4 separate regions of the Sus scrofa genome follow, and regions 1, 2 and 3 are each linked to region 4. Evidence: chromatin contacts called from public Hi-C and HiChIP or PLAC-seq data. All regions are on one chromosome and are shown on one strand. Each heading gives the region's core, a stretch centred on a gene start, on an enhancer-like site or on the middle of the called end of the contact. The rest is flanking DNA. Distances are from core to core; before and after follow the strand shown. Region 1 has its middle 140 kb from the start of RASGEF1B. Region 2 has its middle 95 kb from the start of RASGEF1B. Region 3 has its middle 73 kb from the start of RASGEF1B. Region 4 has its middle 320 kb from the start of RASGEF1B.

The links. A called contact is a pair of places that touch in the nucleus more often than the background predicts. HiChIP or PLAC-seq counts read pairs in DNA pulled down with a chosen protein or histone mark.
Region 1: a contact with region 4 is called in a Hi-C map of liver, with 2.5 times the contacts expected there. The contact joins two enhancer-like sites. A contact is called at or near these places in 2 of 47 Hi-C or Micro-C datasets (epiblast stem cells and liver).
Region 2: a contact with region 4 is called in an H3K27ac HiChIP or PLAC-seq map of alveolar macrophages. The contact joins two enhancer-like sites. A contact is called at or near these places in 1 of 47 Hi-C or Micro-C datasets (liver) and 1 of 2 datasets of contacts at active chromatin or transcription factors (alveolar macrophages).
Region 3: an H3K27ac HiChIP or PLAC-seq map of alveolar macrophages shows a contact between it and region 4. The contact joins two enhancer-like sites. A contact is called at or near these places in 2 of 47 Hi-C or Micro-C datasets (liver and skeletal muscle) and 1 of 2 datasets of contacts at active chromatin or transcription factors (alveolar macrophages).

Annotation. Positions count from the first base shown.
Region 1 is chr8:136,416,352-136,423,509 of Sscrofa11.1, forward strand. It overlaps a transcript of RASGEF1B not described here. Among named protein-coding and RNA genes, the nearest start is that of RASGEF1B, 140 kb to the right of the region's middle. Within about 2 kb of position 5,875, at least 1 of the 83 cell types and tissues checked has an H3K27ac peak or open chromatin away from gene starts, as enhancers often do. A contact at or near this core is called in liver, where this site is marked.
Region 2 is chr8:136,457,770-136,465,254 of Sscrofa11.1, forward strand. It overlaps a transcript of RASGEF1B not described here. Among named protein-coding and RNA genes, the nearest start is that of RASGEF1B, 95 kb to the right of the region's middle. Within about 2 kb of position 4,467, at least 3 of the 83 cell types and tissues checked have an H3K27ac peak or open chromatin away from gene starts, as enhancers often do. A contact at or near this core is called in alveolar macrophages, where this site is marked.
Region 3 is chr8:136,479,763-136,486,757 of Sscrofa11.1, forward strand. It overlaps a transcript of RASGEF1B not described here. Among named protein-coding and RNA genes, the nearest start is that of RASGEF1B, 73 kb to the right of the region's middle. Within about 2 kb of position 1,514, at least 49 of the 83 cell types and tissues checked have an H3K27ac peak or open chromatin away from gene starts, as enhancers often do. A contact at or near this core is called in alveolar macrophages and liver, where this site is marked.
Region 4 is chr8:136,235,494-136,242,869 of Sscrofa11.1, forward strand. It overlaps a transcript of RASGEF1B not described here. Among named protein-coding and RNA genes, the nearest start is that of RASGEF1B, 320 kb to the right of the region's middle. Within about 2 kb of position 3,933, at least 12 of the 83 cell types and tissues checked have an H3K27ac peak or open chromatin away from gene starts, as enhancers often do. A contact at or near this core is called in alveolar macrophages and liver, where this site is marked.

The DNA.
Region 1 (7,158 bases), core at 4,625-7,124, 180 kb after region 4:
GATGGGTCACCCCTGAGTCGCCTGAAAGGGGAGTGGCAGGTGTGCAGTCAGACTTGATGGGTCGATTGCTTCACCAGTCTTTCCACCAGTTCTGCAGGTGCTGTTCTGGTCTGCATTCCAGAGCCTTGACCAGATTCTGGGAGAAAGATCTGCGGTGGACCGTCCGCACAGTGTGTGGGGTCGCACAGCACACCAAGTGGCTGGGCCTCTAAATGAACATCTCCAAAAGCAGATGCGATTTATATCCCCGACATTTTTCACAGGGAAAGTTCAGCATAATAGCCAATATCAGTCACGGGGTTCCTTTGTTCTTGGAAGCTGCTGCATATCATTATTGCCATTTTACCAAAAGGGAAAGCGGACACCCTGTGATTTACCCACAAAAATACTGCTCATAAGAGGTAGAATCTGGCATGCCACTAAAGACTATAAACTCCGCTAATAGTATAACCCGAGAAGTTAGAAATAGGAGTTCCCATTGTGGCTCAGTGGTAATGAACCCAACTAGTATCCATGAGGTGGCGGGTTCCATCCCTGGCCTCGTTCAGTGGGTTAAGGATCTGGTGTTGCCATGAGCTGTGGTGTAGGTCACAGAAACAGCTTGGATCTGGCGTGGCTGTGGCTGTGGTATAGGCTGGTGGCTACAACTCCGATTCGACCCCTAGCCTGGGAACCTCCATATGCCGTGGATGCGTCCCTAAAAAGACCACAAAAAAAAAGTTTAAAAAATTGACATGAAAGAAATAGTGGTTCCTAAAGAATGCTACCTTTGTGATACGATCTAGGCATGTATTGATCAGTTGATATATTGATAAGTTCCAGGCTGAACATAGCCAACGGATAGAATTTCATGCAGGAGTTATGCTTCTTGAGCTCTGCTCGCTGTGTGTGTGTTCTGCATTTTCAAAGGTTAATGCCAGGCTGGTAACTCTTAGGGGGCTTTATTTCCCTCTACTGGTAGTGAATTCTGAATACGGCTTCCTCACTCCAATCAGCTGTCTCTTCTGTCTTGGAGTCAGCCCTTTGGAAAGATGTTTGTACTCATCTTAGCTCTTCAGCAAGCCCTCCTCTACAACCCCCCTCCCCAAACAAACCAGAACTGCAACGCGAAGCAGCAAAATGTCCTCGGAGTGAGCATAATCTCCTAGCATCAGAAGTTAGTGGGAGCTTTGCCGAGGGAGAGGAATTAGAAAGCAGCCCATAAAAATAAATGAATCTGTTTCCATAGCGACGGGAATCTTTCTCCTCATAGTTTTTATCCCGTGTCCCCCACGGATCCCTTAGGCAGAATAACAATAAACTCGAGGAAAACATTTTATTATCTTAATGGATTCTTAATTTAAAGCCACACACCTTTAAATTATCTTCCCAAGGATACGGTTGCCCGTGACTCCCGGAATTGAACACCTGAACGGAGCTGCAGGAGGAACCTCGGCCCCCAGAACCCAGCCAGGCGGGAGAAGCGGAGTGGGGAAGCCCTCGTGGGTTGCATGAGCATTTTGGATGCAGCTTTCCTGATGGGTAGCACACCTGTCATGTTTAATATTTCATCACTGAGGGAGATGTACGTCTGTCTGTGTTCATCTGCCGAGTGAAAATCCTGCACCCAGGAAGCCTACATGTGGTGAACACGACAGGGCTTCCTCATTTTGCCCCTAAATCATATTCACAGCAACCGGGAGGAATCCGTACCAGCTGCGAAGCCCCAGCCGCGGCTCTTCACCCACCAGCGAGCTCCTGGGAGCCCTTTGCCTTTGCTGCTGCGGTGCTGCTGGGTCTGCCTCTGCCATCACACCAAGGAGGCAGAAGGAAGCCCAGCAGCTGTCCTGTTGGAAGAGTAGCTGCAGAGACAAAAGACCTAGGGGAACAAATTCCTGGGCAGAATGTCCTAGGGTGCAGGTGGGAGACGGCGAGGCTCCTGGGAAGTGGAGCTGGTGGAAATGTCCGGGGGTAAATGAGGCAGAAACTCGTAAGTCAGGAGACGGTCCGTATGTGGAACGGCGCGGACCCCACGCGTGGAAATTATTTCAGCATTGTCACAAAGCCGAACGAGAAAGATCTGCGTGAATACCCTAGATTTCCTGCGAAGTCATCTCATGGGGGAAAAAAGTCATGACTCCCTTCCTTAACCCCTTGTGAAGGTGAACATACGTCCCAGTTTTCTTGGAGGGTTTAAGGTTTATGTCTTTTGTCCCAGGGTAACCATTACTGCCACCTCTTTTCATTCTCAAAATATCTCAAAGGTGTGAACAATAAATGCTAAGATCACCTCCTTAAAGCCGAAAGTGTAAGTCTAGTCATCCACTGCTGATTTTATCTGTTTCTTTCCATACATATTACCTGCTGTTTCTAGAGCGATTTGGGCCACATTTCCAGGATGTAGCCGCTGCCAGGGGTAGCCTCTTTCAAGCTAAAGATAAATGGAGCCGTGAAGACACGTTTCTCGAGATGAGAAGTGGAGAATGGGGTTGCTTCCTTCTTAGGTCGTGATACTTAGGTGTATAATGAAAGCCCATGCATTAGTTTTGCACCCCAGATGCAAATTTCTTGAGGACAAAGAGAGAACACTATTTATCTTTCTATTGCCAGGGCATTTATAGGTTTTCAGAAGTGTGTAGCAGCCCTAAATGAATGACTACAACAGTAATGAGAAGGGAGTTTATTTGGGCCCAACCCCAAGAAGAGTTTGGGGAAGCAGGTTTGCATACTCCTATGAGACAGTGGAATAGAGAAGGTGAAGGGAAAAAGGAATTTCAGAGACTCTATTTTCTCTCTTCCCGTCATTCGTTAACTTTTTAAAAATTGCAAAGTAGTACATTGTATACAGTTTGGAAAAGGGAAAAGGCAATAAGAAAAGATTTAAGAAGCTCACTCATCTCCCAGAATATAATCAGGGTGAACTTTTTAGGGTATGGCTATCTTATGTTTCTGACTCGTATTGACATACGTGTAAATGTGTGTCAGTATGTTCGTGTGGTTTGGGGCATACCTCCTCTTTTCAGGATCACCGCTCTGGGAGGGACTGCGCTGTTGCCATTAGCAAGATTCTTCATAAAAAAGAGCCTACCACTACTTGTTCAGGTGGCAAATGAGAGCCTAGAATCATGTGGAGAATTTCTGTGAGTCCTGCAAGTGGTGGAAGGGAAACTTGAAGAAAGAGGGGAGATTGTTTCTGTTGCTTTATTTGAACTCGAGTTTTCCTTAGCCTTTGCTAAAGTCTTTTGTTGCGAAAATCAAGTGAGTGCAGTTGGGAACACGGAACTTGGAATCAGAAGATTGGTACCTATATTCTGAAGTAACCATTTATTTGTTGTCTGAACCTGGGCAAGTTCTTTAACTTTTTTTTTTTTTTTTTAAACACTTGCACCTGCAGCATATGGATATTCCCAGGCTAGGGGTCAAATGAAAGCCGCAGCTGATAGTCTGTGTCATAGCCACAGCAACACCAGATTTGAGCCACATCTGCAACCTATGCCAAAGCTTGTGGCAACGCTGGATCCTTAACCCACTGAGCGAGGCCAAGGATCGAACCCTCAACCTCGTGGTCCCTAGTCAGATTCATTTCCGCTGCGCCGTGACAGGAACTCCAAAGGCTTAGCTTATTTAGCTCAAATGCTCATCGTTTTCTTGGGTACCCAAAGCCTGGACGGCAGGATGAGGGAAATCAAAGGGGTTGTGCTGTATACAATGTAGTGGCATAGACACTGAGGCTGGGGTGGGAACTTTCCCTCAAAAGACAGTGTAGGGGAGCAGACCTCAGGTGACATCTCTGATTCCGGGAATGAGATGAGTCTTTGAGGAGGAATTGAGAGTTAACACGGGAGTTTAAATATCATCACTAAGTACGGAGAGGCAAGAGTGGGCTCGTGAGGGGAAAATGAAACCAATATTCGGCAAATTTCAACGAAGTCCAGTTGGGAATACAAAAGCAATGAGCGATCTGAGAAGTTTAAGGTGCATCTCTAAGGGAAGCCGATCTACTTCTTTTCAGATTAGGACCAGCCATTCCTACTTCATTGGGCAATGGAAGAAATAGGATATGTCCTCAAGGCCATAGACAAAGAGACGTACCGGGCTGGCCAAGATGAGCTGAAGGGAAGCTGAAGGTTCATTAAAATATAGGTGGGAGTTCCCGTCGTGGCACAGTGGTTAACGAATCCGACTAGGAACCGTGAGGTTTCAGGTTCAATCCCTGGCCTCGCTCAGTCGGTTAAGCATCTGGTGTTGCCGTGAGCCATGGTGTAGATCTCAGTCGCGGCTCAGATCCCGTGTTGCTGTGGCTGTGGTGTAGGCCGGCTACAGCTCCAATTAGACCCCTAGCCTGGGAACCTCCATATGCCGTGGGAGCAGTCCTAGAAAAGACAAAAAGACAAGGAAAAAAAAAAATATATATATATAGGTATTACGTGCCAAAGAGCTGGCTTTCATTCATTGAAGATGTAACTTGGTTCTGGGCATCATCATAAATACTGGGAATATGGCAACTCTTCCTTACCCTTGATGTGCCTTATCCCTTCCCTGCTTATTTTTGCTAGTAGAACTATTACCTTTCTCAAATACTATCTGTTTCACATGTCTTTATTTCTCCCCTAGAACCTAAAAGCTATGGGGTCTGAGCTCTATGAGAGTGGGGAATGCCCTCTGTTTTGTTCAGTGTTCTATTCGCAGCATCCAGAAAGTATCTTGCTCAAAAATAACTTGCTGAATAAATTAATGAATTCCATCATTTATCTGTGTTACTTGCACAGGAAAGAAGAGAGATCACATCCACAAGGCAGCAACTATCTGAATGTTCCTTGGAAACATTGATGAGGCATGTATACATTTCTGTATTAATGAGAGGATTTTCCTCTCCTATTGGGCATAAATATATCTCAGTGGGTTTACCAGTATATTAATCAGTATAGGTTGCATGATGCTGTGACGACAAATTAGCCCCCCATTTAGCTTAACTCAACACAGCACAGGCAGTGCAGAGTAGCCAGAGGTTCTGCTCCACAGAGTCACTCAGGCACCCAGGCTCACAATATCTCCACCAGCCTTTGCCACCAACACCTCAACGTGACACTTCAGGGTCTGCCACTGCAGGAAGAAGGGGAACAAGCACAATTTATGACTCTGCTCAGGTTTGCTCCAAGCTTGCTTCTTTCTCCAGCACGATCTCAAGGGACTGGGGAAGACGGTCCATATATCCGGGGGGAGAGGAGTACCAGTTGAGTAAGCGTGCTCGTCTCTGTCATAGCCAGTGACCAGTGCTGTGGGGCATCACTCATATTTAACAGAAAAAGCTCTTGGGGGACAAAGAATTGACTTTGGGGTTGTTTGGTTTAAAAAAGTTTGAAATACAGGCCTAGAACTAAATAATTATAATTACATAACTATATTGCATACGTAAGAACAACACTTGAAGCCAAGTTTTTTTTTTGTTTTTTGTTTTTTTTTCAGTAAATTAAGGGGAAAAAATCACACAGGGATGGCAGCAAGCAGTCACAGACCCATTCACGTGACTGGATCAAGGCGCTCTCTCTTGAGGTTCCCACTATGGTACATGGGTTAAGAATCTGATTGCAGTGGCTCAGCCTGTTGTGGAGGTGTGGGTGCCTTCCCAAACCTGGTGCCTTGGGTTAAAGGATCTGGCGTTGGCATTGCTGCAGTTGCAGCATAGGTCAAAACTGCAGCTTGGATTCAATCCCTGGCCTGGGAACTCCGATAAGCCGTGGGTGGAGACACACACACACACACACACACACACACACACACAAAGTCTCTGAGGCCTGTTGTGAAAATTTGTTTATCTAACCAGCACTGTCAGTGCTCATTCTCTTTTCCCTTCATGGAGAGGGAGTTTTTCATCTCCTGTGAATGTGACATTGTTCCCGCAGAATCCATCTTTCCGAACACAGGGATGTCTACTTGGACCTGACCTCCAAGGCCCCATTAAGCAGGAAAAGCAAGAGCTCACTATCTTCTAAAAACAACAGATTCTGGCTTTTTATCCTATTATGAAGGAAATTCCATCATAACAGCTTGGTCACTGACCTCTAATTCTCAGGCTTGGCGGGAGGAGTTATGCATAGTCTCAAACAAGCCCAGTTGTCGTAAATTCACCCTGCTCCTCCATGAGAAATGTTTGCAGAAAGTGATTGTACAAGCAGGCAATTGATGAACCTATGCTGACACGTCATAATCGCCCAAGTCCATAGTTTACCTAAGGGCTCATTCTTGGTGTATAAGAACATGATATCGTGTATCCATCAACATGTGGTACCACACAGAGGGCTTTCACCGCCCTGAAAATCCTCTGTGGTCTGCCTGTTCACCCCCTTCCTTACTTCTTGGCAACCAGTGATCTTTTTACTGTCTCAGTAGCTTTGCCTTTTCCAGAGTAGCATCGAGTTGGAATCGGAGAGCCTGTAGCCTTTTCAGATTGGCTTCTTTCACTTAGTAAGTAAGATGCATTTAAATTTCCTTCATGTCCTTTCATGGCTTCAAAGCTCCTTTCCTTTTAGCACTGCGTGATATTCTGTTGTCTGGATGTGGCACAGTTTATCCATTTACCTACTGAAAGACCTCTTAGTCACTTCCAAGTTTTGGCAGTTATGCATAAAGCTGCTGTTAACATCCGCATCCAGGTTTGTGGGGGCATAAGTGTTCAGCCCCCTTGGGTAGGTACCAAAAAGCATGATTGCTGGATTGTATGGTAAGGATGTGTTTAGTTTCGTAGGAAACGGCCAGCCTGTCTTCCAAAGGGGTTGTGCCATTTTCCATTTCCACCAGCAATGAATGAGGATACCTGCTGCTTCGCATCCTCACCAGCATTTGGCATTTGTCAGTGTTCTGGACATTGTGGTCATTCTAATAAGTGTGTAATGGTATCTCATTATTATTTGTTTATTTTTTAGGGCCACACCTGTGGCACATGGAAATGCCCAGGTTAGGGGTTGAATTGGAGCTACAGCTGCCAACCTATGCCACAGCCACAGCAACACTGATCCAAGCAATGTCTGCAACCTACACTGAAGCTCACGGCAACACCGGATCCTTAGCCTACGGAACAAGGCCAGAGATCAGACCCACAAGGGGAACTCCCTCTTCATTGTTTTATTTTGCATTTCTCTAATGGCATATGATGTGAAGCATCTTTTTGCCAACTGTATG
Region 2 (7,485 bases), core at 3,217-5,716, 220 kb after region 4:
GAATAGTTCCAGTTAGAGGGAGCTTTCCACGTCCTGAGGCAGTTCAGGTCATCTTTAAATAGCTCTTGGTATTAACAATAATAAATAAAATTTATTGAGTGCTTTTACTATGAGTGCTTACACTGGGCTGCCCATTTTATCTTCAGAAATCCTATTTCATCTTTATCACAACCTTGTCAGGTGCTACTGTTATTATTTTCATTTTACAGGTGAGGGAGAAACCAGCAAGCGTCTATCATCTCACAGCTGCCAAGTGGAAGGCCCAGCTTTGACTATGTAGTCTGCGCCTTAAACAGTATACACATGCAGCCTCTCTAACTCAACGTCTTCCCTGTGATGACCTGAAATCCACCTTCACATAGCTTATCTTCACGAGTCCTTATTTTTAATGAGATAACACTAATCATGTCTAGTCTCGTTCCACGTGATTGCTCTCCAAATAGTTGGTTAGTTGTCTTATCCAGTCTACCTGCTCAGTCTTTCTGCTGGATACGCACTTTCCATTGTTTCTTGTCTGAGATGGTTTCTGAGCCCTTCGGCATCATGGTCATTATCCACTGGACAGACCCCACGGTGGGGTCTTACAGATTTAACACAGCGTAAAATCATTTGAGCTTTCTTGTAAGAGTGGAAACAGCTTGAGTCGTGTGCTCATTGTCTACCAAAGCCTCCAAGTGTTCTGAGTATTGTTGGTCAGCTGTCCTATCTCTGCTATCCTATATTCGCATAGTTGATTTTTTGGAACTTGAATTTAGAGCTTTGTACTTAACTCAGTTATATTTCATCTCAGTAGTATGGCTTATTGCTCTAGAATGCTGAAGTCTTTTAGGATCAAGATTCTGCCATCGAAAAATTTTCACCCTTTGTTTTCATTCATGTTTGCCATGTGTGAAGCCGTCTGAAACAGTAGATTAAAAGAACAATTTGGTTTCTAATTCTGTGTGGCTGAATTTAGGCTGGGCTCAGCTCAGTGGGTCTTTTGGACGTGACCAGGCTTATTCATGCGTCTTGGTCAGCTGCTGGGTCAGCTGAGGAATGGTGATCTAGAAAACCTCAGCTGGGATGGCTAGTCTCTGCTGCACATGGTTTCTCATCCCCCACCAGGCTGGCCTGCGCTTGTCCACAGGTCCGAAGAGGGGTCCCAAGCATGCAAAAGAAACCAAGAGAGGCCCCCTGAGTCCCAAGCTCAAGACAGGGATGCCGTCATTTTCGCTGTATTAGAATACTCTTAGCCAAAACAAGGCCAAGGCCAGAAGCCTTCAAAGGCTGGAGAAATGGACTCTGTATCTCGATGGGAGGGGCTTCAAAGTCATTTGGAGAGGGTCCAGATAGGAATGGAAAACATGACAATTGGGCCCACTTTTTAAAAACTGCCACGCTCTGAGGGTCATGCCACTTGTGGAATTGATAAGCACATTGTCAAAATGATCCTTTTAAAAACTCATAGGAATTTTATTTTAATAAGATCTAAAAATAGTCCTATGTAGCATACTACTTTTGCTCTTACAATCTAGTGAGACAACCCCAATAAATACACTGTAAACAGCAGAAGAGAAAATTACCTGCTAGACTATATACCATACTGTGTCTAACGAGGCATATTTAAAGAGCAAAGAGATCCACAAAGGCCACCATGAGGAAAGTGCTTGTAGATAAGTTTAAATTTGATATGTGTAGCCTTTTGTTTTTTGTTTTTTTCTTTGTAAAAGGCTAGAATCTGTACTGGGAAATAGAAATGATAGAACTAGCATATGCTAATTAGCACAGCAGGCTCAGAGAATAACCTAGAGGGAAAATATTGAAGAGTTACTCTGAAGAATGAGTGATAAGAGAAAGGGTGGCTAGTTGGTAGGGGATCTATAAAGAGAGAACTTAAAACTAGGAACTTGAATTTGAACTTGACTCTGCAAGCCGTTGGGCAGTATGGATGGTTCTTGAACAAAGAGATAAAGTGATTAAATTTTTGGCACAATTAGCCTTGCATTAGTTTGAATGGAACATTTTTGTAGTCAAGGAAAAATCCCTGAGAAAAGCCTTACAACTTTTTAATTCCTGATTAAAATCAAGTCCCAACATCATTTAAGAAAATGACCTAAATTTTTACCCTGCCAATGTTTCATTTCTGCCAATTCAAGAAGACGACAGGAGGTGCAAGCATCTAGAAAGAGATTTTACCATGTTCTTTTTCTTAAAGAAGTGAAGGAAGTACAACTATTTCTGCCTAAATTTGAGTCATTATGTCATGTGTACGGATTTTTCAAGGTTATTTCCCTAAATGGCAAAATGATGATTTGTGGAAGTGAAAAACTGACATTTTCAAAGTTCAGAAACTTAGTGATTGAACAAAACCCTGAGAATTCACAAAAGTCGAAGTTTTCCATTCTGGTGTAGAAGTGCTACTTACAGTAAGAGGATGTAACAGCACCCCAACCTTCTCAGCTATTCTCTTAGTCTTTGTCCTACTGTTTTTGCCTCTGCCAATAATTAAATCTCTCTCTAACCAATATTCCAAAACCAGGACACTGAGAGTGTTGGAAAAATTATTGGATATTTGGGGACCCCTTAGGAAAGCACTGTAGCCAGTCCGAGATTCCATTGCCAGGTACACGTGTAATAAAGGCCATCTCGTCTTGACTACTTGCCTAAAGACCTTCTTGGAACACATCCTTTGTAGAAGACATCAGTTTAAATCCTCATTTCCCTGGCATAGCGAAGTGAATTCCAGAGTGATTTAAGATTTGAATGTTTAGACCCACACACACACATAATAAAGTCCTGAGAAAATATTTAATGATCGGATATAAAAGATTAAAACTTTCTAAGCTTAAAAGTATTGGAAGCCTAGTGTACTAGTGGATCTAGAAAACAATTGTCAGTGATTATTTAAAATGTCAGCTCAAATGTTGCTTAGGAATTTTATCAAGAATAGATCAGATTGGAGTTCCCGCTGTGGGTTAAGGATCCGGCATTGCTGCAGCTGTGGTGTAGGTTACAGCTGCGGCTTGGATTCAGTCCCTGGCCCAAGAACTTACATATGCCACAGATGCAGCCAAAAAAATTAAAAAATAAATAAATAAATAAGAGATCAGGCTGACAATCCCTGCAACCAGAGGTTAATTTTAACGTCACTGAAAAAGGGAGAGGACTCGGACATTGTGTGTCCCGTGACAGGATACAAAAGGAGGCTCACAGCATCACCCGCGAGGTATTCTGCCCCCAGTTCTGCCTGACGTTTATCACATCCATAGACCCACTACCACTGTGTAGAAAACTCAGGGGAGAGAGGAAGGTGGTAAACGACATCGTAAGACTGTAGTCACCCCTGGAGAACAGACTCTCGGTTGCCGAGGCAGGGGGAGGGAGTGGGAGCCTGGGTTAATAGATGCAAACTGCTGCATCTGGAGCGGATAAGCAATGAGATCCTGCTGTACAGCACAGGGAACTCTATCCAGTCACTCGTGATGGAGCATGACGGAGGATAATCTGAGAAAAAGAAAGCATATATAGGTGTGACCGGGCCACTTTGCCGTGCAGTAGAAATTGACAGAACACTATAATTTACATTAGAGTAAACCAACTATAATGGAAAAAATAAAAATCATTTAAAAATGTAAAGAAAAAGAATATAGTCATCCCAATGAAGAAAGTGAGGTCTTCCTTAAGATAGATGACCCAGTTTCTTCAACAAATACATGGCATGGAATCTAAAAGGGAGGGGAAGCCTCAGTGACATAGCAGCCAAATACAGCACATGAGCCCTACAGCACATTCCCTTGCATACCGAAGTGAATTCCAGAGTGATTTAAGATTTGAATGTTTAAACACACACATACACACATAATAAAGTCCTGATTCAAAAATCCAATTCTGAAATGACTTTTTTTAATAAAAAAAAAACTGAGCCTGATTTGATATTAGATATTGAGGAATTATGAAAAATGGTGATGGGATCGTTGGTGGTTATTTGAAAAGCTCTTATCGGTTAGAGGTATATTCTGAAGCACTTACCTGCGACTTGATATTATGTCTGAGATTTACTTTCAAAGACTTCAGCAAAAGAACAATGAGGAGATGGGAGGTAATAGATGAAACAAAAATGGCAGAATGTTGACAGTTATTGTGCTGGGTAATGAGTGTCTTGGACTCATTAAAATATTCCCTTTACTTTTGTGTGTGTTTTGAAATGTCTGTTCAAATTGTTTGAAAGTTGTTGGAAAAAGTCATGAAGGCAAAGTTTAAAATAATTGATCTCACAAACAAAATTAAGAATTCTGTACCTTCTTAAACAGCAGGTTGGGAAAAATATCTGTTATATATATGGCGACAGAGTTAACATTCGTTTTCATACAAATGTGGCACGCACACCCACCCGCACCCACACACACACCCACCCACCCACCCACACACACACACACACACACACACACACACACACACACACACACGGAAGTTGATAGGACAAATACCGAGAACCCAACAGCTGAATGACATAAACATAGAATTGAAAGGGGAAATGCAAATTGCTTAAAAGATCCGTTTAGAAATAATCATAAAAAAGCAAGTTGAAATTTTTTGAACTGCTAAAGCAATCTATTCTCCAGAATATATATGTGCCTTTTATGTCCTGGAAACAGTCGTTTCCTATGATCAATAGAGAAATTTTTTAAAAATAGTAGCAGCCTTTTTTGTTAAATGCCAAAAAAGTGTCATGGGCCGTACAGTAAGGACTATTTTTGGAAAGTTTCTCTAACACTTCTCCAGTGCTGATAAAATCCTGGCCAAGGATCCCTGCAGGGGCTGAAGAGGGAGCGCGTGAAAAAAATGAACTCGGGAGAGGGTTGTGCTGAGCAAGTCTGCATGGGGGGCTTCTGGGGATGTTGACGATGCTCTGAATTTGGCCGATAGCCGTGTGAGGGCTCCCCGAGCAGGGTTTCTCAGTAAGGATTTCTTATTCGTCCATACACATTTCGTGCCCTTGTAAAGAAATGCATTCTACTTTATAACGAAAGTGTTTTGTGTAAAGTGAATACCGAAAAGTATAGTCACCCGCATGCTTTGAGTTGCCTTATGTGGTGGTTGTCCTGATAGCACCCTGTTTGAGCAAAGAGGACCGTGGCTGCCCTGGAATGGAGTGGGCTTGAGATTCGATAACAGTAGAAACTGTTTCCCAAGAGGAATTCTTAACTCACCTTTGGCTCTGGGAGTTCCCTAGAGGCATGTTGGCTGCTGGAGGAGTGTTCAGCTCTAAGAAACACCCTAAAATCAGAATACTATAGGAAAACCCAAGGATCCCCTGAGAAGTTGGGGCTTTTTTTTTTTTTTCTTCCATCCCAGCCATAGGGATGTATTTAATGGCCAGAAGAAATATGTGTATATTATCCATAAAGATACTGGCAGCAGGACTTTCTAAGGACAGGCTGCCTCTAAGACCGTTTTCTAACAGTGAAGATGGATTTATTGCTACTTGTTTTCATCTTCTTACCTGACTCCTCCACGTGACTGCTGACCATGTGTTTGCAGGATGGATGGCAGGGGTGGAAGAGCGGATGATTTCGTTAAGCTCTGGTCTTAAAAGATTAACCAAGTCGGTTCTCCAGCATGAGCTTTCAGCTTGAAGACGAAGTGCCAGGAAAGGTGGCATTGATGTGTCCGGAAGGCTTGTGTAAAGCAGCTGTATCTGGTCAGTCTCACATCCTCTGCTTAGCATCAGGTGACCAACAATGATTTGTCCAAGGTCATGCAAGAAAAAAATAAAATAAAAGGGTAATGATAAAATAAACCCAAAAATATCAAAGGCAGATTGTTGATAAAATTGTGGAGGTGGTCTTGAGAAAATGCTTTTTAAGAAAACCTGTTGTTAGAGGCCCCGTCGTGGCACAGTGGAAATGAATCCAACCAGTATTCTTGAGGATGCAGGTTTGATCCTCGGCATCGCTCAGTGGGTTAAAGATCCGGCGTTGCCCTGAGCTGTGGTGTAGGTCACAGACAAGGCTGGGATCTGGCAGCTACAGCTCTGGTTCGACCCTGGGAACTTCCATATGCCGAGGGTGGTCCTGAAAAGAAAAAAAAAAAAACTATTGTGTCAAATGGGAAAATGTGAATGATTCACCTTTAATGGCTTCTAATAAGTCATGGCCTTCTTTATCATTTAGAGCAAAAAATGAAAGTTTTCCTGAAACTACACAACTCACATTATATGCTGTAGTCCTCTCTCCCCACATCTCTCTCCAGTTCTCTCCAACTTTTTCAAGTTACTTGGGACCTGATTATCATTCTCGAATCTCAAAGTCCCAGGGATACGGGATTTCGTCTTTACATTTCATCCATGAGTTTGAAATATCAATTAACAACAGGTAAGGATTGCATTTGATTACTTACTGTAGAAGTTGGATGTCTTTTCTCGGTTCTTAAAAAACTGTTCTTCTATGGACGTGATACTCTCTCATTCTTCCTCATTATGGGTAATTTGGAAAATTCGGGGAAGGTCAGAAGGAAACAAAAATTTCCAGAGCCGGAGATAACCACAGTTAACATTTTAGTGTATTTTCTTCCTACTAATCCATACATTTGTATCATATAACTGAGATTATGCCAAATATGTACTGCTCAGTAAGCTTTAACTTTGCATTGTTGCATGAACATTTACCATGTCATTTCACAGACTTTTGAAATCTTTATTTTATGAGTAACATTTGGGTGTATCCCTATAATTAAATTATTTTTACCAACAAGCCAGTTTTGGACATTCTGGTTGTTTTTAACTTTTGTCACTATAGTCCATGCTAAAATAAACAATGAACATACTTATATGTAGATCTGTGTATATGTCTCTGATTATTTCTTCATAATTATTCCTAGAAATGGCAAAAGTTAGAAACTTTTAAAATTTCACAATATATACTGCCTAGTTTCATTTCAAAAGGATTGTTCAGTCTGTATTTCTACTAGCATTATTAAAGAATGCCAATCTCACTATACCTCCATCAGCATTGGCTATTGTAATTTTTAATCTTTGCTAGGTTAAATCGTGATATGTTTTCATTTACTAATATTTGCTAGTAGAGTTGATTTTTTTTCTACATCCATTTGTTTTTTACATTTCAGCTTCCATATGGTGTATGTTCATATATTTTATACATTTTCTATTGGAACTTCAATTTTTTCCCCACTTTTTAAAGTTTGAAGGAAGTATGGTTGATTTACAACGTTGTGATAGTTTCTTCTGTGCAGCAGTGGTTCATTTATACATGTACACGCACCCACTCTCTTCCAGAGTCTTTGTACTGACTTTCTATATGTGTGACAGAGATCAAAGGAAGCTGTATTCCATCAACGGTGCTCGTAATCCCTCCACTTTTCCCCTTCTCTCTTTTCCAGTCCCGTTTCTCTACGCAGACGAAAGAATGTTGAGCTTTTAACTCTGCTCATTGGAGTGAGGTGTGGCTAGGAGAATACAGGCTAAATTGATGTATGTAAGCAAAGGCC
Region 3 (6,995 bases), core at 264-2,763, 240 kb after region 4:
GATTTCTTTTTTTTTGTTTTTTTTTTTGTTTTTTTGTCTTTTTGCTATTTCTTTGGGCCGCTCCCGCGGCATATGGAGGTTCCCAGGCTAGGGGTCCAATCGGAGCTGTAGCCACCGGCCTACGCCAGAGCCGCAGCAACGCGGGATCCGAGCCGCGTCTGCAACCTACACCACAGCTCACGGCAACGCCGGATCCTTAACCCACTGAGCAAGGGTAGGGACCGAACCCGCAACCTCATGGTTCCTAGTCGGATTCGTTAACCACTGAGCCACGACGGGAACTCCGGAGAGTTCTTGTGTATCCTAAACTGTGGTTGCGTCCTGAACAATGACCTGGCCTTCAAGTAGATGGGAAAATAACTTTCATGGTATATCCTTTTGTGTTTAAATTTTTTTTCTAAAAATGGATGCATTCAGCTGAGGAAGCTGTTTAATGATTTTAAAAAACAAAACTTATACAAAGAAGTAATAAATTATCCAACATTAGACGAAATTACTGAATGGCACAGAATTGGTAAGAGCCCTGGGCATATTAACATGGAGTTGGCCCACTCTGGTTCTTCCGTTAAAAGAAATGTCTCCTTTTGAGTTCACAATTTCAAATTTTAACTTCCACCACAGCAAATAAGTACTTTGTGTCCTGCTTCTTATCTTTCTGCAAATATTTATTTTTCATTAATGTGAAGCAATTCTACTAGCAGTGCTTATTTTTGTTAAAGTGGAATGGCAAAATTTCACGGGCAGGAAATGTCCTTTTTTCTCACTGGGTTCAGTTTATTGGAAGAGGGGAAGAAAGACAAATAGGACATGGAGGACAGAAAAGATAAAGGAAGTGAGCCAAAAATAATAAGAGAAAGAATTAAGATGAAGAAGGGGAATGGATGACAGTGGGAGGGAACCAGGCAGAGAAAGTGACCGGGAAAGAGTCAAGAAGAGCATGGAGAGAAACCAGGAGAGGAGGAGGCGGAATTAGGAATTAGAACAAGGTCAGAGAGCAAGCGCTTAGAGATAAGAGGACACGGGAATGGAAAACAGAAATCCAAACAAGGGGAGCTGAGTTGAAAACAAAAAGCAGTTGATGGAAGCGCATCAGCGTCCTCCACACTAGCTAAGTGTCGCTGACTTTGGCTCCAAGAGAAATGAGAGTGAAAATCACGAGACAGAAATTCAGTGGAAAGTGAGCAATTGAGTGGGACGTGACACTGGATGGAAGAGGATCTAGAGGATTTTGATTTAGCTGAGACTCTTTTTAAAGATGTAAATTCTGTGGAGAGAGCTTCCAGGTGCTAATGGTGGGTCCCCTGGGCTTTCTGTGTTCCATCTGGAAGGCCGAAAGCCTAGGGAAGCCGAAGTGGGCTGTGACGGGAGGGCCAAAGGCAGAGACTGGAAAGAGACGTCCGTGACCCCTTATCCTGGGAGGAGGAGGGAGGGAACCCTCTCCGCTGGTCCTGCAGCTGGAGCCTGTCTCTGCCTCTGCCTCTGAGGATCAGCCCAGTCACGCTGACCAGACTGTTCTGACTAACAGCCTTCCACCCACCAGCCTTGGGCTGCAGCCAAGGGCTGTGCAGGGCGGGGACGAAGCCAAGCAACCTTTAGACTAGATTATTAGGGAAATGGAAATTTTGAGAGAAATGGGGAAAGAGGGGATTAATATGAGCAAAAGCGAAACTTTCGCAGTAGAAACTCTTGAGCACGTGAACTGGAGAATGAAAGTAGGAAGAGGAGCATGTGATCAAACAGACAAGTGTCGCCCAAGCCCTTTACACCCGACTAGATGCTTACTTAAGGGTGTGCTTGTTCTTCCTTTTAAGGAATATCCTCTCTTCTGCGACGATAGAGAACTGGGGGCTTCTGGGTCAGCACTGTGTCAGTGTTGTTATCATCTCCCACATCCTAGATCCACCGACTTCATCTTTTAAAGGCTGAGGTCTTGCAACCAGAGTGAGTCTAACTACCATCTGCTCTTTGCAAGCAGCTAGTTGGGTCAAGGCACCAAAGATCTAGCCACACAAGAATAATCCACTGAGTTGCTGGTCTTAAGACCACAGTGGACTGGGATGCACATCCATTGAAAGCAAGGATGGGACAATTTAGTCATATTCTTGTCTTTACCTGCAGTTACCTTTTGTCTGTACGGTATTTTGTCTACAGAAGAACTGTCAACGTAATTATCTTAATACTCGGCTAACACTGACCCAGAAGAAAGTGTTCTCAAGTGATGAGAAAAGTGAGCAAAAGGTTAAATGATTACGATAAAAATAAATTATCCTGAAGCATCTGGGGATGAGTCATTCAATGTAGTCGACAGTTTATCTCTTGAAGCACAAGGATATTTTTTACCGTAATTGTTTTATGTGGAAGTCATATTAAATAATGCAGTTCATTCTCTTTATTGAAGAGTGTATTCTGATGATATCTTTGCTTCCCTCTATTGCTCAGTGCTAATGATGGTTAAAATTATTTTCTCCTACAATTATGCAGTGATGACTGGGTCCCTCAGGAGGACGTTAACATGTTTGCCTCTCTGCTCAATCTCTGGGTCAACTGGACATTTAAAGGTTTTTCTCTTGAATTTTCTTCTTATGGCTTTCTGTTGCTCGCTTTGTTGCCAGCTGTCAGAAGCTGTTCCACCTGCTTCCCTCTTGAGACCGGTCTCTAATCCACTGAGGGCTTGCAAGTCAAATCGCTGTGTGTGTGTGTGTGTGTGTGTGTGTGTCTGTGTGTCTGTGTGTGTGTGTGTACAGAAGTTATCGATAAGACACCAGGAGATAGCTGCGAATCGGGACGGGAGCAGAACACCTGAACTTGTGTGTGCGGGATTCGTCGCTCTGTCAGTTTTAGTGTGTGACCTCTGTGATACCCTTTAGCTGCTCATGGTTGCTTTTGTTTTATTTTATAGTCTCCTGCTGTTAACAGAGACCGCCAGGTGAGCTCAGGACTAACAAAGTCCTCTGAATATAAATGGAGGGCGTCTCAGCCAATTGTTAGAACTCTCAGGAACACAAACCTGACAGTGAAAATAGTATTTGTGGAAGAGGACGGCAGATTGTACTTCTCCCCACCGCCAAACAAGACATGTTTATTACTCTCAAAACTCAATTACACAATTTCAAAAATTAAAAAAAGGGAAAAACAAGTATCTCAAAAATACTCTCAAAGGCATCCACTGTTAAAATCTTTCGGAAAGCACCGTTTAAATAACTGCTGGTTTTCTTTTACATAGGAATAATATGACAGAGGAGTCACATAATTCTAGTCATTTTGTGCATACAATTTGTAGCCTATCTAGTATATCACAAGTATTTTTGCCTTACTGCACACTCTCTATGAAGAGTTCGATTACTGCGTAATATGTTGAATGGATGTGCTTTAATGTGCGTATTTAGTTGTCCTGGTGTACTTATATTTTTCCACTTATTTATTTTGGCATTTTGAAAATAATTGTCCCTTTATCAGATGATTGTAATAACCTTCCTTACTATTTAATTTTGTATGTTTTAGCCACAATACTCAAAATATTAAATTCATTTTTTAGCAAAACACAGTTTACAAATACGACTAAGAAATAGAATTCATTTGGATGGACATTTGACCTTGAACTGTGAAAACACACTAAGCAAAGACATCTGAGGTTGTTTTGCTCACTCAGATGTCAAAAAGTTCTTTCTCTCTTGCTCATTTTGCTTATTTTAAACTTGCTCTTTCTCATTCAAAATAACAATTTTTAAAAGGCCACCTTTTGCTGAATCTCTTGCGTTCTCCAAAAATCTCTGACTTCTTTTGAAGTAGCAGTGACTCAATTCTTATACTTAAACCAGGTGTATTCTTTTTATATTCACTGGTGATAAAAGATATTATTTCACAGCATCCAAACGAAACCAAGAAAATTGCTGTTATAGGATGTATGTGCTTCAGAGAAATCTGCTGGCCATTGATCTTCCTTGCAGATATCTTGAAAAAGAAAACACAGCTTTTATCTCTGCTTCTGAAGTAACATTTTAAAAAATAGCAAGGAATTTAAAATCAGATTATATGACTTATATTTATTAGAATTATATTAGTTTTAACTGTCTAGTGTGAATTTCTGTAAGGGAAGAAGCTTCCATTTGGAAACTCAATAATAAATTTAAAATACAAAAGTCAGGTATTACACCTCTCCCAAAGGTTTAAGGTATGCTTAAGAGTCTACGAGTTCCCACTGTAGCTCAGTAGTAATGAACCAGACTATTATCCGTGAGGATGCCGGTTCGATCCCTGGCCTTGCTCAGTGGGTTAAGGATCCGACGTTGCTGTGAGCTGTGGTGTAGGTTGCAGACGCGGCTCAGATCTGGTGTTGCTGTGGCTGTGGTGTAGGCCGGCAGCTACAGCTCCAATTTGATCCCTAGCCCGAGAACTTCCTTATGCCGTGGGTGGAGCCCTAAAAAGACCAAAAAAAAAAAAAAAAAAAAGAAGTTTGATCCATCTGAAAAGCTAAGACCCTGACTCAACTACATAGGAGAAAAACCAGTACTTTTCCAACTTTCATTATTTCAGTTGCTGGTTTCATTTCCTCCTTTTTAGGAAGTCCCTACCATGACATACAGTAAGGATGCTTGACATGCAGGTGAAAGCAGAAACTCCAGCAATAAAGGAAATGCCTAGTGAACCTATCTGCCTGCAAGGGGGTGCTGGCTGTTTATCGTCCTGAGTAATTTGGAGGGAAATGTATACAGCAATAACCACTTCTTCAACTAATGCTTCCTTAAATGAATGTACTTCCTAAAAGATATTAAACAAAAGAGTCAAAATTTCAAGGTAAAACTGCCCTAGGAATTTTTGTATAAGATTTATAAATGTCACCAACTGTCCGAGGTCAATTGAAGTTTATTGTTATAAGTACCTGTAAATGTGCCATCAAATAAAACAGGGAGCCTTCAGATAGAAACCCTCTGGAAGAAGGATGGCAATAGAGATGCTTGGAAAAAAAAAGAATAGATTTATCAAAGATTTCTTTATGAGTGGCTAGTTTCAGGCCCTTCCAAAGTACCATTTTATTTCTCTGATTGGTACAGGTATGCACGGACTGCTAGCGAAGGCGAAAACACTCGCCCAGTTCACCATCTCTCTGCTCGGTTGCTCATGCTCCAGCGATTTCGAATAGCCAGGGCCACCTCCACGGCTGTGTCTGAAATAGCATTTTGAGACCTTTTTCGACCAAAGCCCACAGTGGAAACATATTTTAAACCGGGAAACTGTTCCCACCTATGCGAATGTGTACATGTCAATACGTAAAGGCGTCTGAGTCCAGTCTCAGGAAGGGATACGCTCACTGTCTGCGATGCACTCTGAGGCTGGGTCTCTGCTGCTTTAGTGGCTAAAATGCTATGATAACCCATTATGTTCACCATGAACTCTACGAATAGGTGCAATCTACAGTTTGAACAGCATCAGCCTTGATTCTCAATGGTGATGATAAATCTAATAATAGTACAGAAATAATAATACAATACCAGCATCTGCCAGCAGAACCCTGAGGCTGATTTAGAGGAATCAGGGTTATCAAAGAGTTACCTAGAGTAGCAGATGTGGGCACACTCTCCTACAGTCCAGGAGAATTTTCTGAGATAACAACTGACAAACATTTAGGAGACTTCTTCCCCAATCCACCTGTGTTCCTGATTCATCTAAATAGTGTTGCATTAGGAGTTCCCGTCGCGGCTCAGTGGAAACAAATCTGACTAGTATCCATGAGGACGCAGGTTCGATGCCTGGCCTTGCTCAGTGGGTTGAGGATCTGGCGTTGTCGTGAGCTGTGGTATAGATCACAGACCCGGCTCAGATGCCGCATTGCCGTGGCTGTAGCGTAGGCCGACAGCTACCGCTCCTCTTCAGCCTCTAACCTGGGAATCTCCATATGCCGGGGATGCAGCCCTAAAAAGACAACAGACAAAAAAGAAAAAAAAATAGTGTTGCAGAAGATGTTTGAAAGATCTGATTCTATATATATTCTGACCCTAACCAGATTTGGGAGTTAAAGAGAAATTCAGTTGTACAACACACCACTATTTGATCAACTGCTAAGAAGGGGGCAATGCTGTCAGTAATAACTGCAAAATAGCAGCAGTTAGATGACACATTTCTATTTCAGAGGTGTTAAAACATGGTGCATGTACATTTAAAAATCAGCACTGGATCAATGACTTAGAGAGCTCTCCTCTCGCCTTCTAGGTCCCGAGTTCTTTCCTGGAGAGGACTAGGACGGCTTTCTCATCCTTAGGAAAAAGGACCCAGGGTTTTATTTTATTCATCTTATGCAATTTCATAGAATCCTACATCCAAAAGGCATTCTCCGTGATAATCTAGACTGTCCCTTCTCTTGTTATAGTTGAAGAATCTGAGACCCAGCGAGATGATGTGACTTGACCCAGATAACGTTCCAAAGTGGAGACAAAAAGACGTTCAAGCAAACCAACAAAAAGGTCTAGGCTGTCAGACCAGAGAGGAAAAAGAGTGGTACAGAGAAACTCAAGGCTGGAGCCCGAAGCGCTGGTTCATGTAGTCTCTCTCCTCGATACATATCTATTTGTTTTTTTAGGGCTGCGCAGTCGGCATATGAAAGCTCCCAGACTAGGGGTGGAATTGGAGCTGCAGCTGCCAGCCTACACCACAGCTCACGCAATGCCGATTCCTTAACCCACTGAGCGAGGCCAGGGATGGAACCTACACCTTCATGGATGCTAGTTGGGTTCATTACCACTGAGCCAGACGGGAACTCCTATCTCAGTTTATGCTAGGGAATTGGTCATATCAAAAGAAGGTCGGTAAAAGGAGGACCATAGGCCCCTTCTCTCGTTTGGATCCAGTATCTCCATCTTGTGAGGAGAGAGAAATTACTGCCAGACGCTCTCTTCCTCAAACATCTTTTTAGTTATGATATTGTTTCCCTCGTAAGAATGAAAGAGCTACCTTGGTTTCACTCCCGTTACTATTTTCTGTTGGGCCGTCGGGATCTTCTA
Region 4 (7,376 bases), core at 2,683-5,182:
TCGACCCCTAGCCTGGGAACTTTCATGTGCCACGATGCCTCCCTAAAAAGCAGTGATAATAATAATAATAAAATATCGGAAATTTAAAAAAATGGTTGTTGGGATTAGACCACTAATTATCAAGAATGGAAGAGGGTACAGCTCCCCTCCCCATTGCTTCATAAATAGAAATTGGAACGTGGTTTTCCAACAGGCTGTGATTTTAGTCCAAAGTAACTGTAAGTGCGGAATAAGAGAGGACACCAAATGAAAGGAATACGCATCTGCAGAAAATTGAATTGATTTCATGTGATTAAATTATGGGAATCTTTAAATAAGCCTTAATAACTTAGAAATATACAGTCAAGCATCAAAATACTCTCTATGAAAAAAAAAAATCACCTGATAGCAAAAAAAGTTTCTGGATACACTAAGAACCTAATTGTAGGCATTTAGCTGATGATCATTTCAAACCATTTTTTCCCTCTGGAGAGGCTATAGTTTTTTTATTTTTTAAATTTAATTAATTAATTAAAAAATTTTATTTATTTATTTAGTCTTTTTTTTTTTTTTTTTTTTTTTTAGGGCCGCACCCGTGGCATATGGAGGTTCCCAGGCTAGGGGTCGAATGGGAGCCATAGCCGCCAGCCTGCACCCACAGCCACAGCCACACAGGATCTGAGCCACCTCTTTGATCTACACTGCAGCTCACAGCAAGCCGGACTGTTAACACACTGAGTGAGGCCAGGGATCAAACCTGCGTCCCCGGGAAAGTAGTCAGATTCGTTTCCACTGAGCCACGACAGGAACTCCTTTATCTATTTTTTTTAATGACAATGCAATCATATATTCAAAATACCTCTGGAAGAGGAGTTTTTCTTTGTTTTGGTCTTGCCCTTGGGGTGCAGACCAGGGACTGAGCCCGAGGCCGTGGCCGTGACAATGCCAGGTCCTTCACCTGCTGTGCCGCCAGGGAACTCCAAAGAAGTTTGACCGGGACGCCTGTAGCGGGTCAGTGGAAAAGCAAATGCCTCTGTAGAGGGGAGGGCCTCGTGCGGCCCACCTGGTCTGGAGCCCAAGGGCGGCCACCAGCCTGGCTTCTGACTCATCCCGAGAGTGTGATGATCTTGGTCTTGGTCAAGGCTCCCCCGATGAGGCTGCCATTAGCTGTCGTTACGCGAGGGTGTCTGGTTTAGAGGATGCAACAGAACAAGAAGATGTTTCCAGACAAGTCCCCGCCTCCAGCCTGGAGGTCACTCCTGCTTTGGGCACATCCGGTGCTCTAGTCAAGCCCGGCTGGTCGCTTTCCCCGCAAACGCTGCCGCCACCCCTTCCCCCCTGCGCCTTTCCTCTTAGCCGGCACGTCTGTCTGAAAGGACTTCCCTTCCCTTTCCACCTGCCAAACGCCGTGTTGAGAGGCTGGCTGATGCGGAGTCGGGGGAGCAGGAGATGGTCGCGGCCGCGCTGGGCCGCCGCCCCTCCGTCTCCACTTCCCTCCCGCCGGCCGGGCTCGGGGCCAACCCGCCGCCTTCCCGCTCAGCTCCCGCAGCGCTTTTCACGGCTTCGTTAAATTCTCGTTTTTACAGCGATGACTGTCCGTTTGGATCCGCTAGGGAAGAAAAAACTGCCGTCTTAGTCACGCGCTTGTTCATTGCGCATGTCCTCTCCCTCCAGTTGCTCTTGTTCCACCTCGCTTTGTATGTAACATTCAGATACTGTCTTGAAGATAAATTTTATTATTAACATGAAAGTTCAAGGCCCATGGTGTGTCCGTTTTGAACTGTCTGCAAAGGGAGGTTAAAGCAAAGACAGTAACACCCAGAGCTCCCGTCGTGGCGCAGCGGTAACGAACCCCGCTAGGATCCGTGAGCATGTGGGTTCGATCCCTGGCCCCACGCCGTGGGTTAAGGACCCGGCGTTGCCATGAGCTGTGGTGGAGGTTGACAGCTGCAGATCCAATTTGCTCCTAGCCTGAGAACTTCCATATGCTGCAAAAAAAAAAAAAAAAAAAAAAAAAAAAAAAAAAAAAGTAAAAGAATCAAGGGCCTTTGTTTTTAAAAATGTCTTCAGTCAAAATAGTGATAGTGACATATCTAGTAGAAAGGAAAAGGCCTCTTATTTGACCGTCTGGTGTCACGCTCCCCGGAAGGACGCTCCGCTCCGTGTCTCACTCTGTGGGGATCTGCGTGTGAGAAGGTTGCCGGGGAGAATCACCAGTGTGAGGCCGACGCCTGGGGAGGGGGGAGGCGGGACAGGGAGGCTGTGACGTGGTCCGGGGTCTGGAGCTGGGTGTCACGTCAGAGTGGTTCCATCTCGTGTCGAGACGGCCAAGTCTTTTTACCACCATGTTGACCACAATTGGAAAAGGGTTGGCGACCTTGGGCTAGGTGTTACCCAGTCCCTGGGGAATGACTTAGCCGAGAGCCGCCAGCTGCCAACACTCCCACCAGCTGCGACCAGGGGGTGGGCTGGGGCGCCTCAGTTCTGAAGAGGGGGTCTGGGTGCCTCACCACAGCATCCACTAATGCTCCACCAATGTAGCTGGGATGCTGGCTGGTTAATGTAAAAGCTCGAAGAGGAGAATAGTAAGAAGCAATATGTACATCGGCCTAGTACTTTATTTCAACTTAAAGTGTATAAATGTGCATTTATTTGCCAGCCTTTTAAATAAAGACGCAAGGCCTTAACTGGAGCATGCACGCTCTGGTTGACCTCTTACGTCTTTGGCAAATGGCATAAGAAGGTCACTCTGGAAAGCGTCCTCTTTCAGTGCTCGTGCGTCATTGTTGTCCTTTTACACACAAATTTGCAAGCATTCCTTTTCGTGAATTGCCTTTATACGTCTTCGTCTCAGGGTTTGCTTTTATATCTTGTCACAGTGTCAATGCCTGTGTCTTAGAGTCTCGGGTAGAAGCCTTACAGGGGAAAGCGGCAGAGTATCCAGTCCGCCTCCCTTGATCTGCCCTCCAACCTCTGCAGCTCCCTTTCCTTGTTTTCACCTGGATTTGCACCCCTGGTAACGTCTCTGTTTATACTGTCATTTTTGTCATAATTTTCCAGTTCTCTATGTCCATGGGTGTCTCCTGTAGAAAGCGGTGGTCTCGTTTTCTTACGGGCCCCATTCTCTACATATGCTTCCCCTGGTGTCTTCCAAGTCCGACCATGTCCGAAAGCTGTGGTTTATATTCTTGAGCCCGTGTTACTGTCGCATGTGGCTAAGCCGTGTGCTATGTTAGGAGTGCATTCTCTTTTCTATGTAACTTTTAAGGGGTTTGGAGGGAGATAGTGATTATCAGAGACTTTCTGTGCCTCCGTTTCTTCAACTGTGAAATGCGAGTGACGGTTCCTACCTCACAGGGTGTCAGAGCTATATAAGTGTTAGTAGTTTTCACTGACTGTTTTTTTATATGCCAATCCCCAATTCATCTCAAACTTTCTAACAGAGCTGTAAATATGCGTTCAATGCACTTCATCACGTATTAAGTGCTCAATAAATGCGGAAACATACACATAGCCAATACTCATGAACAGCAAAGTAATTCCGTTGAGAGAACAATGCACTTGGCGTTAGGAGGCCTGGTTCAAGGCCTGGATCTGCCCCTGTCTAGCCGTCTGACTTTGGCCTAGAATAGTTGAATCACACTTTTATAATCTACAAATAAGAGAACTGGATTAGATAATCCCTAGGGCCTTTTCCACATTTCTCGATTCTGTTAATGAAATAAAGGATATGCAGGAGATGCCACACGTATTAAGACGGCAGTGATGAGAGCTACCACCACTTCTAGCCCCACCTCCAGAGACCTCTTCAAAACCTCGGTCAGGCAAGAGCCTGGAGGAGGCATCACTCCCGCTGTGACCTAGGAGAATTTTGCTTAGTCATGCTGGCTGAGCCCTCGTCCTCCCCTCTGGGACGCCTGGTTGTAATTTCAGGGAGCCACCACTAAAGGTCGCTCTAGGTTACCTAACGCCGTGGTCAGGAATACTCCGCGTGTCTGCCGAGCCTCAGCACTACCCTGTAGTCTGCCTACAGGCTTAGAACGACACGCTTTAAATGTTGAAACTCAAACATCAAAACACTGAGACGGAAATGAACTATTTTTTTTTTTTTTTTAAAGAAGGTGGTAACACCTTCCAGATTCTTCCGCTGGCCTCTTCCCTCCGAGGCTGTTTCTACCTATCTCGTTACTGCTGTAAACTGGGTAAACTGGAACTTGAAGGAATTCTCAGTTGAGCAATTGTTTGTTTGGCCTGAACTTTACGATTTTTGTTCCCCTCAAGATAAAAGAGATTAAGCTGCAGAAGCGAAATATGGGATTCTTTGTTTCCTGGTTCTTGCTTCTGTTGGATCTCCAAGCTTTTCTGGAATCTTAGACACTTCGTGCATTTCATTGATTTTATGAAAATGGCAAATATTTTAAGATTTCTAAAATTGTGATGCTTGGTACAGTCAATGGCAGCAGATGAGTAGCAGCACTTTTTTAGTGATATTTTATCATCAGTGATGTCTTTTATGTGATAAACACTGTATCTGATATATGATATATCCACCTTAATTTATTCGCAGACAATGCTGTGTTAAAAGTTGTTTGACAGATACACTTCTTCTTCCAGCCTTAATTTTTCAAGGAGCTCCAACTGGAAGTGAGAGCAATATTTACTGAATGTCCACCCATGTCTGAGCTCTGGGATATGCATATGTGGTTGCATTTAATCCTTTTCAGGCTATGAAGTGGGCCTTTTGCTGCCCTTTTACAGTAGAGGAGACTGAGGCCCAGAAAAGTCAGTGACGTGTCTAGTGCCATGCAGCGAGTGTGGGTCCCTGCGGAAAACAGTTTTGTATTTTGACTACAGATCTCAGATTTTAAGCCATATTATGTGGCAACTTAGGGCACGTGTCTACTCTTTGGCACGAGGTTTTTCTGACTTAGCCTGCAGAACTTAGATCTCTTTGAACAACATACAAGTACTTTCTCTTTTTAAAATATATATATTTAATTGAAGTATAGTCAATTTATAAGGTTGTATTAGTTGTGTGTGTGTGTGTATTCTTTTATTTTGCATTCTTTTCCCTTATAGGTTATTACAAAATACTGAGTATAATTCCCTGTGCTATGCCGTTGGCCCTTGTTGGTTATCTGTTTTATATATAACATACAATTGCTGTCTGACAGGCTTTAAGAATGTTAAATTCAGCCTTTAAGAACGTTGATAAGCAGCATAGAAGAGGTGTTTCTGAATTCCAGCCTTACTCATCTCTCTGATTAAAAGGGTGGAGTAAAACTCGATGTATCTGAGATGAAAGTTGCTCCCCTGTGGGGCCGTGGGCTCCGAGAGAGAAAGCAGAGCTGGGTGAGAGCAGCAGAGCAGCAGGGGGCCTGCACGGCTCCTTTAGGGCCCCTGGATCCCCTTAGTCTTTTGGCAGACCTCTCTAGGAAACAGGTTTTCAAAATACCTTGAATTAAAAAAAAAAAAGAAAAAAAAAAAAGTATTTCCTCCAAGTCTCTAACTTACAGGAAACCAGCCATTTAGAACATGATTCCAATCAGAGTCCACCGTGTCCTGAGACGCAGGCTGTACGCAAGACGGAGGTGGTAGCCCCTCTCGCTTAATTTTCCAAGGAGCAAAGCTTAGAAACAAGAGCAATGCCTTTCGTGCATCTCTGCGTTGCCAGTCCCTCTGCACGCAGACGGCGCCCACTGGTATTCAGCAGGAAGGCAGTTGGTGGCATGATCATGACCGGGTTTGCGCAGGCCCGGGGGGGCTGAATTTTCCACTCTCAGCAACTCTTAGAAATGGCTGAAATACATGCCATTCTAGGTCCCTACCTCATGTCCTGAAGGGCATTTGTTGTCTACAGGCTGCACTCATGTCTTCCACTTCCAATCCTTTTGTATTTCAGGTGCTTATTTGTAAATCTAAAGACATTAGCAATGTCAGAGGTTCTGCTCCATTCATTTGTCTAGGGATTTATCATCAAAATATTCCTTTTATATCAGCAACTTGGGGTCTTACGATGATAAATAATCCGGGGTTCTATTTTGCAATGATCTTTCAAACAGAGGGCATATGATTATAATATGTACAGGATATAATAGCCAACAATTCAGGGTCACGAAGAGATGGGTTGATGACAATTATTTAACGTTCCTTTGGCTTAAAGAGAATACTATATTGCTGAAGCAATTTTGAAATGATGTGTTTAACTTTCCATCTCTTAGGGGAGGCAATGACTGTATTATATGTTATCTGGGTGAAAACCGTTGTACCAGAATTACAGTGAGTGGCCACATAACAGAGGCAGGGCTGAGATTTGAGCCCATGCCCCTTTCATTAAGCTACCCTCCTCCCAAGAGGAACGCCTTTGGCCCAGCCAGGCTTTTCTGTGAGCCTCTTTTACTTATTTATTTACTTGTCTTTTTAGGGCTGCACCCATGGCATATGGAGGTTCCCAGGCTAGGGGTCCACTTGGAGCTGTAGCCTCTGGCCTACTCCACAGCCACAGCAACTTGGGATTCAAGCCACGTCTGTGACCTGCACCCCAGCTCACGGCAACGCCGGATCCTTAACCCACTGAACGAGGCCAGGGATGGAACCTGCATCCTCATGGGTACTAGTCGGGTTTGAAACCGCCGAGCCACAGCAGGAACCCTGGTGAGCCTCTTTGAGAAGAAGGGCCTCCAGTGGCTAAGAGATGCTCAATCACCATGGTTCCCTCTCTGTTCTTTGCAAGGCAGGCGGCGATGATGTGCCGGGGGAGGTGGGGATGGAAGGCAACGAGGAGGCCGAGGCTCTCGATACTGGTGGCAGCCGGGAGCGGGCAGGAGATGTCACTCCTCTCCTGCTCACTGCAAACATGGGCACGAGGGGTCGGACCCTGAGATAGGTTTAGTGACAACACTTCTGTGTGTAGCAGGGAGATGCGGGGTCTCAGGGAAGAAGGAGAAGCTGAATATTTACTTGGAGGAAAAATCTCTACTTTTCTAAGGACTCCTGGCCATGGCAGTCGTACTGCTGATTGGGAAGGGTCTGCTCAGCTCAGCTCAGCTCCCCCGGCGAGGTCTGCAGCCCTGTGCCACGTGAGCAAAATGGTGTTTCCTCCTGGGAACGATTTGCTTTATTCTTTGGTGCTTTCTTGGGCTTCATCTTGTGCCAGACCTGAAAATCTGGAGCTGTCAACTCTAGGCTCGCCCCCAGAGAGCTTGGTGGCAGGGTTCCAGTTCCTTAACAGTGGCGAAGTGTGAAGACTCTTCTGCGTGCAGGGTAATATTTCTGGCTTTGTCCACTGTTGGCACCATAGACACGGGCTCAGGGTGGCCAGAGGAGCTTTAGTGGATGATGAATGTTTGTTTAGAATGATGATCCAGGGAACTGAGTTACAGTACAGCCTCTCGGCA